Linked DNA regions of Sus scrofa: region 2 is linked to region 1. A link is a contact called in public HiChIP or PLAC-seq data. All regions are on one chromosome and are shown on one strand. Each heading gives the region's core, a stretch centred on a gene start, on an enhancer-like site or on the middle of the called end of the contact. The rest is flanking DNA. Distances are from core to core; before and after follow the strand shown.

The links. HiChIP or PLAC-seq counts read pairs in DNA pulled down with a chosen protein or histone mark.
Region 2: an H3K27ac HiChIP or PLAC-seq map of alveolar macrophages shows a contact between it and region 1. The contact joins two enhancer-like sites. A contact is called at or near these places in 1 of 5 promoter capture datasets (liver), 7 of 47 Hi-C or Micro-C datasets (embryonic fibroblasts, epiblast stem cells, fetal liver and 2 more) and 2 of 2 datasets of contacts at active chromatin or transcription factors (alveolar macrophages and skeletal muscle).

The regions. Positions count from the first base shown.
Region 1 is chr17:27,856,349-27,860,933 of Sscrofa11.1, forward strand. No RefSeq gene overlaps it. Among named protein-coding and RNA genes, the nearest start is that of RIN2, 83 kb to the right of the region's middle. Within about 2 kb of position 2,678, at least 13 of the 83 cell types and tissues checked have an H3K27ac peak or open chromatin away from gene starts, as enhancers often do. A contact at or near this core is called in alveolar macrophages, where this site is marked.
Region 2 is chr17:27,964,916-27,969,434 of Sscrofa11.1, forward strand. All of the region lies in intron 2 of RIN2 (ras and Rab interactor 2), which reads left to right. Among named protein-coding and RNA genes, the nearest start is that of RIN2, 26 kb to the left of the region's middle. Within about 2 kb of position 1,681, at least 13 of the 83 cell types and tissues checked have an H3K27ac peak or open chromatin away from gene starts, as enhancers often do. A contact at or near this core is called in alveolar macrophages, where this site is marked.

The sequences.
Region 1 (4,585 bases), core at 1,428-3,927:
AGAACCTGGCTGATCACTGAGAGGAAGGTCATAATGCGTCCCATCCCAACGTAAAAGCCTTTTCTCTCTTCTCCAACATTCCCGCTTGCCTTTCTTCTGTTCCCAACGTTCCATCTATTTTTTTCTTAAAAAAAAAAAATTGTTTTGTTTGTTTTGCTTTTTAGGGCCACACCTGCAGCATATGGAGGTTCCCTGAGTCATGGCCACAGCAATGCCAGATCCAAGCGACACCTGTGACCTACACCACAGCTCATGGCAATGCCGGATCTTTAAACCACTGAGCGAGGCCAGGGATCGAACCTGCAACCTCATGGTTCCTAGTCAGATTCGTTTCTGCTGAGCCGCAATGGGAACTCCTCTTCTAAAAATTTTTTAAATTTGATTTATTAATTTTTACAATATTTTTTTATTAAGGAATAGTTGGTGTAAAGTGTTGTGCCAATTTCTGCTGTATGGCAAAGTGACCCAGTCATACATATATATGGTTTTTTTCTCATACTATCTTCCAAAATGTTCTGGTTTTTTTCATGGAATCACAAGTCTCTGTGTGAAAGGGAAGGAGCACCAAGGGGATGTCTGCATAGGTCACTGTGGCGGATCATTGACCTAAATGGCATCACAGTGTCCTGGCTCTTCCAGAACCTTGCCCTGTCCTCTCAACCTGGGACGTCTGCTTTCCCTCCTCTTGCATCGGGCGGGACTCAGGGATGGGGACTGCCTTTGCAGAGAAGGTGGCAGAGGTGACACTGAGTGACCTCAAAGCAGAGATCAGCGAAGCAGATGAAGCTCCCTGCTGGCCCTCCTGCTCCGGGCCCTCCTGCCTGTGAGACCAGCTACCATGTGGTAAGGCAGCCCAGGCCCCCAGGAAGCCCCCCTTACTCCTGCCCCCCAAGGCACCACTGACATATAAGGGAGACTTGGTGAGAGGGGTGGCGGCTGCAGCCCCCCCAGCCTTGAAGCTGCTCCACTGGTGCCAGTGGAGTGCTGCCCGGACAGTGAACCGTTCCCTCTGAGTCCTGCCCCTTCCGCAGATGCAGGAGAGGATAAACACTGTCACTGATTTGAATGATCTTATTTAAACCCCCTGTGATGCCCTTTAAGGTGGATGTCGTTACACAAATTATAGGTTAGAGAATGGAAGTCAAGTCAGATGAAGTGACTCACCCAAGGCCATGTGATGATGAACTGGGATTTGAACCCAGGGCTCTCTGACACCAATCTTGTGAGATCCAGCTGTGCCCCAGTGCCTGTTCCTCCGGGACCAGGAGCTGGGGCCTTTGCTGCCCTGCAGACATAACTGCTCTCAGAGACGCAGGCCCATTGGGAGTAGGAGGACGAGAGAGCACAACTTTGGAGAACTAACTTTACGTGGTTTGTTGTGACTCAGTTTCCCTAACTAGAATCCTAGTTAAACCCTCCTGGTCCCGCCTTGAACATTCAGTTCCCAAGGGAAGCTGCCTGCCTTCCCCCCAGGAGCTGAGATCACGTGGTATCTGCTCACGTTACAGGAGATTCCTATCATGTAAAATAATAACCACGTTTCTAGGTCACCCGCAGAGTGACTTCAGGCTCTGGGAGCCCAGGGCCTCATTCTTTAGCACAGGCTCTAACCTCTGATAGACAATGAATAAATGCAAGTTAAAAAAATACCAAAGAGCTGAAAGTGTGGATTTTCTTGAGAAGGATGGTGGTAGGGTAAGGACGTGCAAAATTCCAGGTAGAGATACTGAAATCTTGTCTAGCTAAAAGTTTGTCTTCTGAGGTCAAGTTTTCTTTGTCACTTTCTTTGTCTTTTCCTGTTAGATAAAACATCTTTGGGTTTGACTTTGATAAATAAAGAAATTCCAACAAAATGCAACAACAAACTAAACAATAACAGGAAGAGGAGACACTCTTTCTCAGTGAATAGTTATTCAAGTGGAAACTATTTTCTGATGTGCGACATTGGAGAATTGACTTTGGTATGCATGTGGAAATGTGGAAATGTGACGTGTAACGTCTGCACTCAGCCTTTTCAGGCTTCGATGGGTGGCTTTGTGTCTTTCAACTTGAATTTAGTTGTCACTGCAGCTGCTTGAGCACTGGGAACAGTTCTTCACTCCACTTGAGCCTGTGCTTTGTAGGTGTAGGACTCCAGTAATAATGGGGGGGGGGGAGCAGCACGACCAGAATATGAGGAATTTTTTTAAAAAAGAAGTATAAATAAATGCATGCAAAATGTTAGGCAAGTTTGGAATTCCTGCTGTGGCTCAGTGGTGTCTTTGTAGTGCCAGGAGGCAGATTTGATCCCTGGCCAGGCACAGTGGCTGAAAGGATCTGGTGTGGCCACAGCTGTGGCATATGTCACAACTGTGGCTCACATCCGACCCCTGGCCCAGGAAAACTATATGTCGTGAGGTGGCCAAAAATGAAAAAAAAAAAATTAAGCAAGTTTAAATCTCTAATTGTCTTTTTTAGTGCCTGATCTATCAGTTAGCTGTTGCTGCCTAACAAACACACTCCCCCCTGCCCCCTGCAAGCTTAGTTAGTTCAAATAATAGCCATATATTTAGTGGATGATGCTGTGGGTTGGCAGTTTAGGCTGGGTCTAGCTGGGTTAGCTGGACTGACTGGCACATCTCCCATCAGCTGCCAGACTGGCCAGGAGCTGACTGGTGGGTGAAGCCTCAGCCAGGGTGACTCACCTTTGCTCTGCCCTCCTCCTCCAGCAGATGAATCAGGGCTCCAGGAGGGCACACGGGTATGGCTTCTTGAAGCTAGGGCGTGGGGATGACACAGGGCCACTTCTGCCACATTCTGTTGGCCAGAGCAAGTCACAGACCATTCTAGATCGGAGAGATGAGATGTAGACTCCAGGCCTTGGGGTAGGAGGTGCAAAGCCACCTTGCAAAGGACAGACACGCAGGAAGGGGATGAACTGTAGCCATCGCTCCAACCCACACACCCAGCAAGATGCAATACTGTGCTGAGGGTGTTGGCCACACTACAAGGGAGGCGGTGGAAAGGAAACCTTTGCGTGGTTTATAAATTATGAGCAAAACAGAACTGGATTGAGAGGGGAGAGGATGCCAGGAGAGGCTGAGATGGACACGGAAGAGAAGAGAAGAGCCCTGGGCGCCCCTCATTCTCCATCCGCTGTCTGGAAAGGCGGGGGGGGGGGGCGGGGGAGATTGAGACAAGGGGGGGAAGATGGAGGCAGCGCATGGGGTGGGTAGTTGATAGTGAAAAGGCTTTCTTTTCCTTTGCTGCTCTTTTCTCTTCCTCTGTCAGCTGGGGGGTGGCAGATGGGTCACAGGTAAAGAGTAAGCAGCCACCTACCTGTCAGAGTCAGGAGAAGGGGCCTGCGCTGAACCCCGGAAACCTGGACAGCATCACTACTTCCGCCTGCTTCCTGCCACTGAAGGCTCAAGGGCACATGGCTCGTCTGATGGGTTTGTTTCGTGGAGGGGCAGGGGTACAGCGGCAGTGGGGGTGGGGGAAGGGTCAGCTGGTCTGTCTCCTGCATCCCTTTTTTCATGGAATTTCAGGAAGACTTCAGCTTCCACTGCCCGCCCCCACTTCCCCCACCCTTCTGACACCACCACATTCATTGTTACATTTTTTTTGTCACAGTGGCCCTGGAAGGGTGGGTCTCACTTTTCAAATGGGGAAACTGAGAGCTTAGAGGCTCAGGAACGTGCCTGCATCTCACAGGTGGGCAGTGGCCAAGGCGGGGTTTGGAGCCTGGCTGTGTTTTAGGTCTCACAGTGCAGGGCCCAGAACACCGCTGTGCCAGCGTGGCCTGCGAGTCACAGAAAGGGTTGCTCATCCAGGTGTCACCAGGGAAATGAGTGTCGTCCCTCCCCTTCCTCTGCACCACGCGGATGGAGGTCGAAAGTCCAAGATCGGGGTGTGTTAGGAGGGCGGCTCCCCTGGGATCCACCAGTCAGTAGCAGCTACCTGGGCAGACCCCCACCCTGCCCTGGGTGGTGGGAGTTGGGAAACTTCCATCCCACTCAGGTGGCCTCTCTCCTCCCCTGGCGGAGTCTTGAGCGCCTGAGGCCAGGTGTGAGCACCCCCAGGAGTGCTCTGGCTGGGTCTGGGCAAGCCTGGTTCTCTGCCTGCAGACCCACATCCTCCGGCTCCTGCTGAGCCCATTCGAGATGGTCCTTGCTCAGGGCACTTCCTCCCAGAGTGGCTCGCATGCCTCAGCCACGCACCCAGAGGAGAGAGACCCCACTGGCCTCTCCCCCTGGACACCCCTCCTGTCTCTGGTTCTCAGCCCGGAGCCCCCGGGAGCAGAATGTCCCTAAGCAAATCCTGGAAGGTGCACGTCGATGGCTCTGCTCAGTGTTGAGTTCAAGGTTAGTGCTGCCATCAGCTGGCTGAGAGTTTTAGTGCTATCCCGAAGGTGGAATTTCCTTTTCTCTTCATTGTCTCTTCTTCCTCCTTGTTTGCCTCGGTCCTCGGTCCTCCTCATTCCATTCTTAGCAGTAGGTGGATGCCTATTGGAAACGTGATGGTGATGAGAAGCAAGGCTTGCTTGAAGATAGTGGTGTTCAGAGTTCCCGTTGTGGCTCAGTGGATTACCCGACACAGTGTCCGC
Region 2 (4,519 bases), core at 431-2,930, 110 kb after region 1:
GGCTTGGAGCCAGCTCTCCAGTGCCTGCCCCAACCTCAGGCCCCCAGGTCGATGCTGCTTATAAGGCTGGCTCTTCCCTTCTGAAGGATCTGATTCTAGGAGGCTTGTCCAGTATGGGGAAGCTTCCAGCATCCCGGGCCGAGATGGTCACTCCTCACCATCTTGGTGTGTGAACGTCAGGCCAATCGCCATCCTGAGTGATGTCATCAGGAAACAGAAGGCACGAGGTGTAGGGACGCATGGCTGAGGGGCTGTGTTTTATCTAGGTCACCAAGAGGCGCCTGCACCTGCCAGACGGGGTGGCCCTGGGTCTGTTTGTGTAGAATCAGTGAAAGTGCAGTCCAGAGACCATGCCTCTTCAGAGAACCAAGTAATGCTTCAGGGAACCATTACTTTCTTAAGGGGAGCCCAGGATTTAGAAGCTGGAGCTAGATTATTGTAGCTTATTTCCTCCAAAGATGGTCCCGTGAGCATAGTTCTGTAAAACAACAAAGCAAAACAACTGTGATACCTTATTTTCTGACTTTTCTGGATTCTAGTTTTTAATTGTGGTTACACATACCTAAAATTTACCACTTTAGGGAGTTTCTAGTGTGCCTCAGCGGGTTAAGAACCTGACTCGTATCCATGAGGATATGGGTTTGATCCCTAACCTTCCTCAGTGGGTTAAGGATCCAGCATTGCCCCAAGCAGCGGCATATGTGGGCTCAGATCCAGCGTTGCTGTGGCTGTGGCATAGTGTGGCAAATGATGCTCTGATTTGACCCCACACTGGGAACTTCCACATGCTGCCAGTATGGCCCTAAAAAATAAATAAATAATACCGTTTTAGCCATTTTTAAGTTGCATGTCTGTTGCATTCAGCATATTCACATTGTTGTACCACCATGACCACCATCCATCTTTAGAATTTTTCATCTTCCCAAGCTGAAACTCTATACCCATTAACCACTAACTCCCAATTCCTTCCTCCCCCAGCCCCTGGCAACCACCCTTCCACCTTCTGTCTCTATGAACTTGACTCTATTCTAGGAACCTCATGTACGTAGAATCATATATTATGTCTCCTTTTGTAACTGGCTTATTTCCCTAGGTATAATGTCCTCAGAGTTCCTGTCAAGGCTTAGCAGAAAATGAATCTGACTCATATCCATGATGCCACAGGTTCAATCCCCGGCCTTGCTCATTGGGTCAAGGATCGGGCGTGGCCATGAGCTGTGGTGTAGGTCACAGATGCAGCTTGGATCCCCCGTTGCTGTGGCTGTGGTATAGGCCAGCAGCTAGTGCTCTGATTCGACCCCTAGCCTGGGAACTTCCATATGCCGCAGGTGTGGCCCTAAAAAGACACACACACACACACACAAATAATAATAAAATGTAATATCCTCAAGGTTCATCCATGATGGATCCTCTATCAGAATTTCCTTCCTTCTGGAGTTCCCTGGTGGCACAGAGGGCTAAGGATCCAACGTTGTCGCTGCTGTGGCCCTGGTTCAGTCCTTGGCCGGGGAACTTCTGAATGCTGTGGGCTCTGCCAACAACAACAACCAAAAAAAAAAAAAAAAAAAACCAAAAAAAGAATTTCCTTCCTTCTGAAGGCAGAATAATAGTCCATTGTGTGTATAAACTACATTTGTTTATCCACTTATAAACATTTGGGCTGCTTCCCCCTTTGAGCTGCGGTGAGTAATACAGCGATGAACGTGGGTTGGCTTCTGTTTTTAGAGTTTTTAGTTCTCTTGCCCTGAGTAAGAACATTAAACCTTCCCTGATTAGGAGCCACCAGGCACTTGAGCGTGTGTGTTGGGGTGTTGGGGGCAGGGGGTGCGTGTGCTCAGACCAGAGTCACTTTTCTCTGTCTTACCTTCGCAGTCACATTGTAAGCCTCTTTAGGGGCAGGGACAATGTCTTATACCTCTTTTGATGTCTCTTTTGCCCCGTGCCCTAAAGGTGGCAGGTCTTCAATAAGTATGAGTTGACTCGAGCTCTCACTCCGAGTTTGCTGTCTCCCACGCTGCACCCTGGCTTCTTTGGTGTCCATATATGGGCTTTCCTACCAAAAGCCTCTTCAACAGCTGTTCTTGTGTGTGCAGATGGGCAGCTCAATTAAATTAGTGAATTGAAATCTTAAAACAATTCGAGAGTTGAAAGAAAAAAAAAAAAAAAGAGTTCCCATCGTGGCTCAGTGGTGAACAAATCTGACTAGGAAACATGAGGTTACGGGTTCCATCCCTGGCCTTGTTCAGTGGGTTAAGGATCCAGCATTGCCATGAGCTGTGGTGTAGGTCACAGACTCAGCTCGAATTCTGAGTTGCTGTGGCTGTGGTGTAGGCTGGCAGTTGTAGCTCTGATTAGACTCCTAGCCTGGGAACCTCCATATGCTGCGGGTGCGGCCTAGAAAAGATGAAAAGAAAAGAAAGAAGGAAGGAAGGTAGAAAGGAAGGAAGGAAGAAAGGACGAAAGGAAAGAAGAAAAAAAGAAAGAGTTGATTAACATACACACACATTCAGCAGCCAGTTGCACAAGATGCTGGGTATACCAGATATACCAGCATGCAGCAGAATTCCTGTTGTCCTCAGGGCTCTCAGGCCCCTAGAACCTTGGTCCATGTCAGCAGAGGAGTTTGTTAAAATGCAGACTCTCAGGCCCTACCCCAGACCTAGGAATCAGGACCTGCCTGTTGACAGGAGCCACAGGGATGTATGCGCACATCCCCGTGTGGGAAATACTAGTCTGGTGAATATCATTCTGTTCCTTTTATTCATTTTTGTTTTTTGTCCTTTTTCTCTTTTTAGGGGCTTACCCACAGCATATGGAAGTTCCCAGGCTAGGGGTCAAACCCGAGCTGCAGCTGCCAACATACACCACAGCCACAACAATGCCAGATCTGAGCCACATCTGTGACTGGAACGCTGTGTCCCATTCTGGTCACTGAACTAAGTGGAGCTGCAAGAAAAGTCCGAGACACCTGTATATACCTGCTACCTAGACAGAGGAGGGAGGGATCAAGGCACCTGGCTGCCTCGGATGGAGCAGAGAGCCTCCGAGGCCTTGCTCTGAATTTACGGCAAAAAGAAAGACACTGGCTGGATTCCCCTGAAGCAGATTCAGAGACAGGCTGTGAATGCCAGCCGTCTGTTTGGGAGGTGATCACAGGAAGCTCAGGGAGGGGTGGAGAGGTGACACAGGGCTTCCTGGAGACTGTGTAGTGAGTGTCTGAGTTATCCCTCCAAGGTGGGGAGGGGGGAGCTGGGGTCTCTGTGCACGGAGCCCCCTCCTGCTGTGAGCTCATCCACCCACCAAGCATCCGCAGCCTTGGGCAGCGGCTTCCAAGTGCTGGCAGTAGAGCCTAAGGGAGCAGTGACCCCAGGTGGACAGGCAGGACACCATCTACACCTGTTCCGTGTGCCTTGTCTGAAACTTTGAGCCCGGGCTGCCTCGGCAGATGTCTGCACCAAAGCCCCAACTCCTGATGAGGAACAAAGCCTTTGCGATTTTGGTGAGTTTCATAGCCTCAATGATTCATGCCCTCTGCAATATTAATCACTTTCACAAGACCGAAAATGAGCAAACTTTACATTTTCTCAAAATCCAAATTCCCTTTTCAAAATCCCTCTGCTTTCTTCCTTCCCTAAATGAAATATGTGTGCTCTGAGGATGTTGGCATGCTCAACTTACAGAAAAGGGGATTTTAATGAATGATTTTAAAACTTTCATCGTAATTTGCAAGTTGTAAGATTCATGCCTCCTCTCCCTTTCCTTTCCCTTTGCCTCCTTACTCCTTATTCATTTCTCTTTTTTAAAAAAAATTAAAATAGAAATTCCAGGAGTGCCCTGGTGGCTCAGCAGGTTGAAGATCTGGCATTTTCACTGCTGTGGTGCCAGTTGGACCCCTGGCCTGGGAACTTCCGTATGCCACGGGCATGGCCAAAAGTACAGAATAGAAATAGAAGAGAATAGAAAATAGAATGGAATAGAATAAATAAAATCCAAATAAGACAATTACTATCCCAAGGGGCCAAGTCAGCATTTTCTTAAGTTTCTATAGAACACCGCTCCCTGGAAAGCGTCCTCAACAGGGTGTTAAGGTCAGGCGTCGGGGGCTGTAGCTTGGGTTGCTCCTCTGGCACAGGTTCGATTCCTGGCCCAGGAACATCCGAATGCTTTGAGTCCCCCCCACCCCCCCACCCCCACTGCCCCAAAACCCATTAAGATCAGACGGGCTGTGAAATCCCATGTACTCCATTCTTTTCTTGGAGCCCTGCATTCACACCAGCATGCTAAAGGGTTCTGAGGAATCCGGGTGACATTGTTTAGACACATATTTAGTTAGTTTCAGTGGATGTTTCCAGTGTTATTGGAGCAGGAACCCTTATTATTATTATTTTTTTTAATCTCCATGCCCTCAGCATGTGGAAGTTCCCAGGCCAGGAACTGAACCTGAGCTACCACAGCAACCTGAGCCACTGCAGTGACAGTGTCAGATCCTTAACCCACTGCGCTATGAGAGAACTTCTTT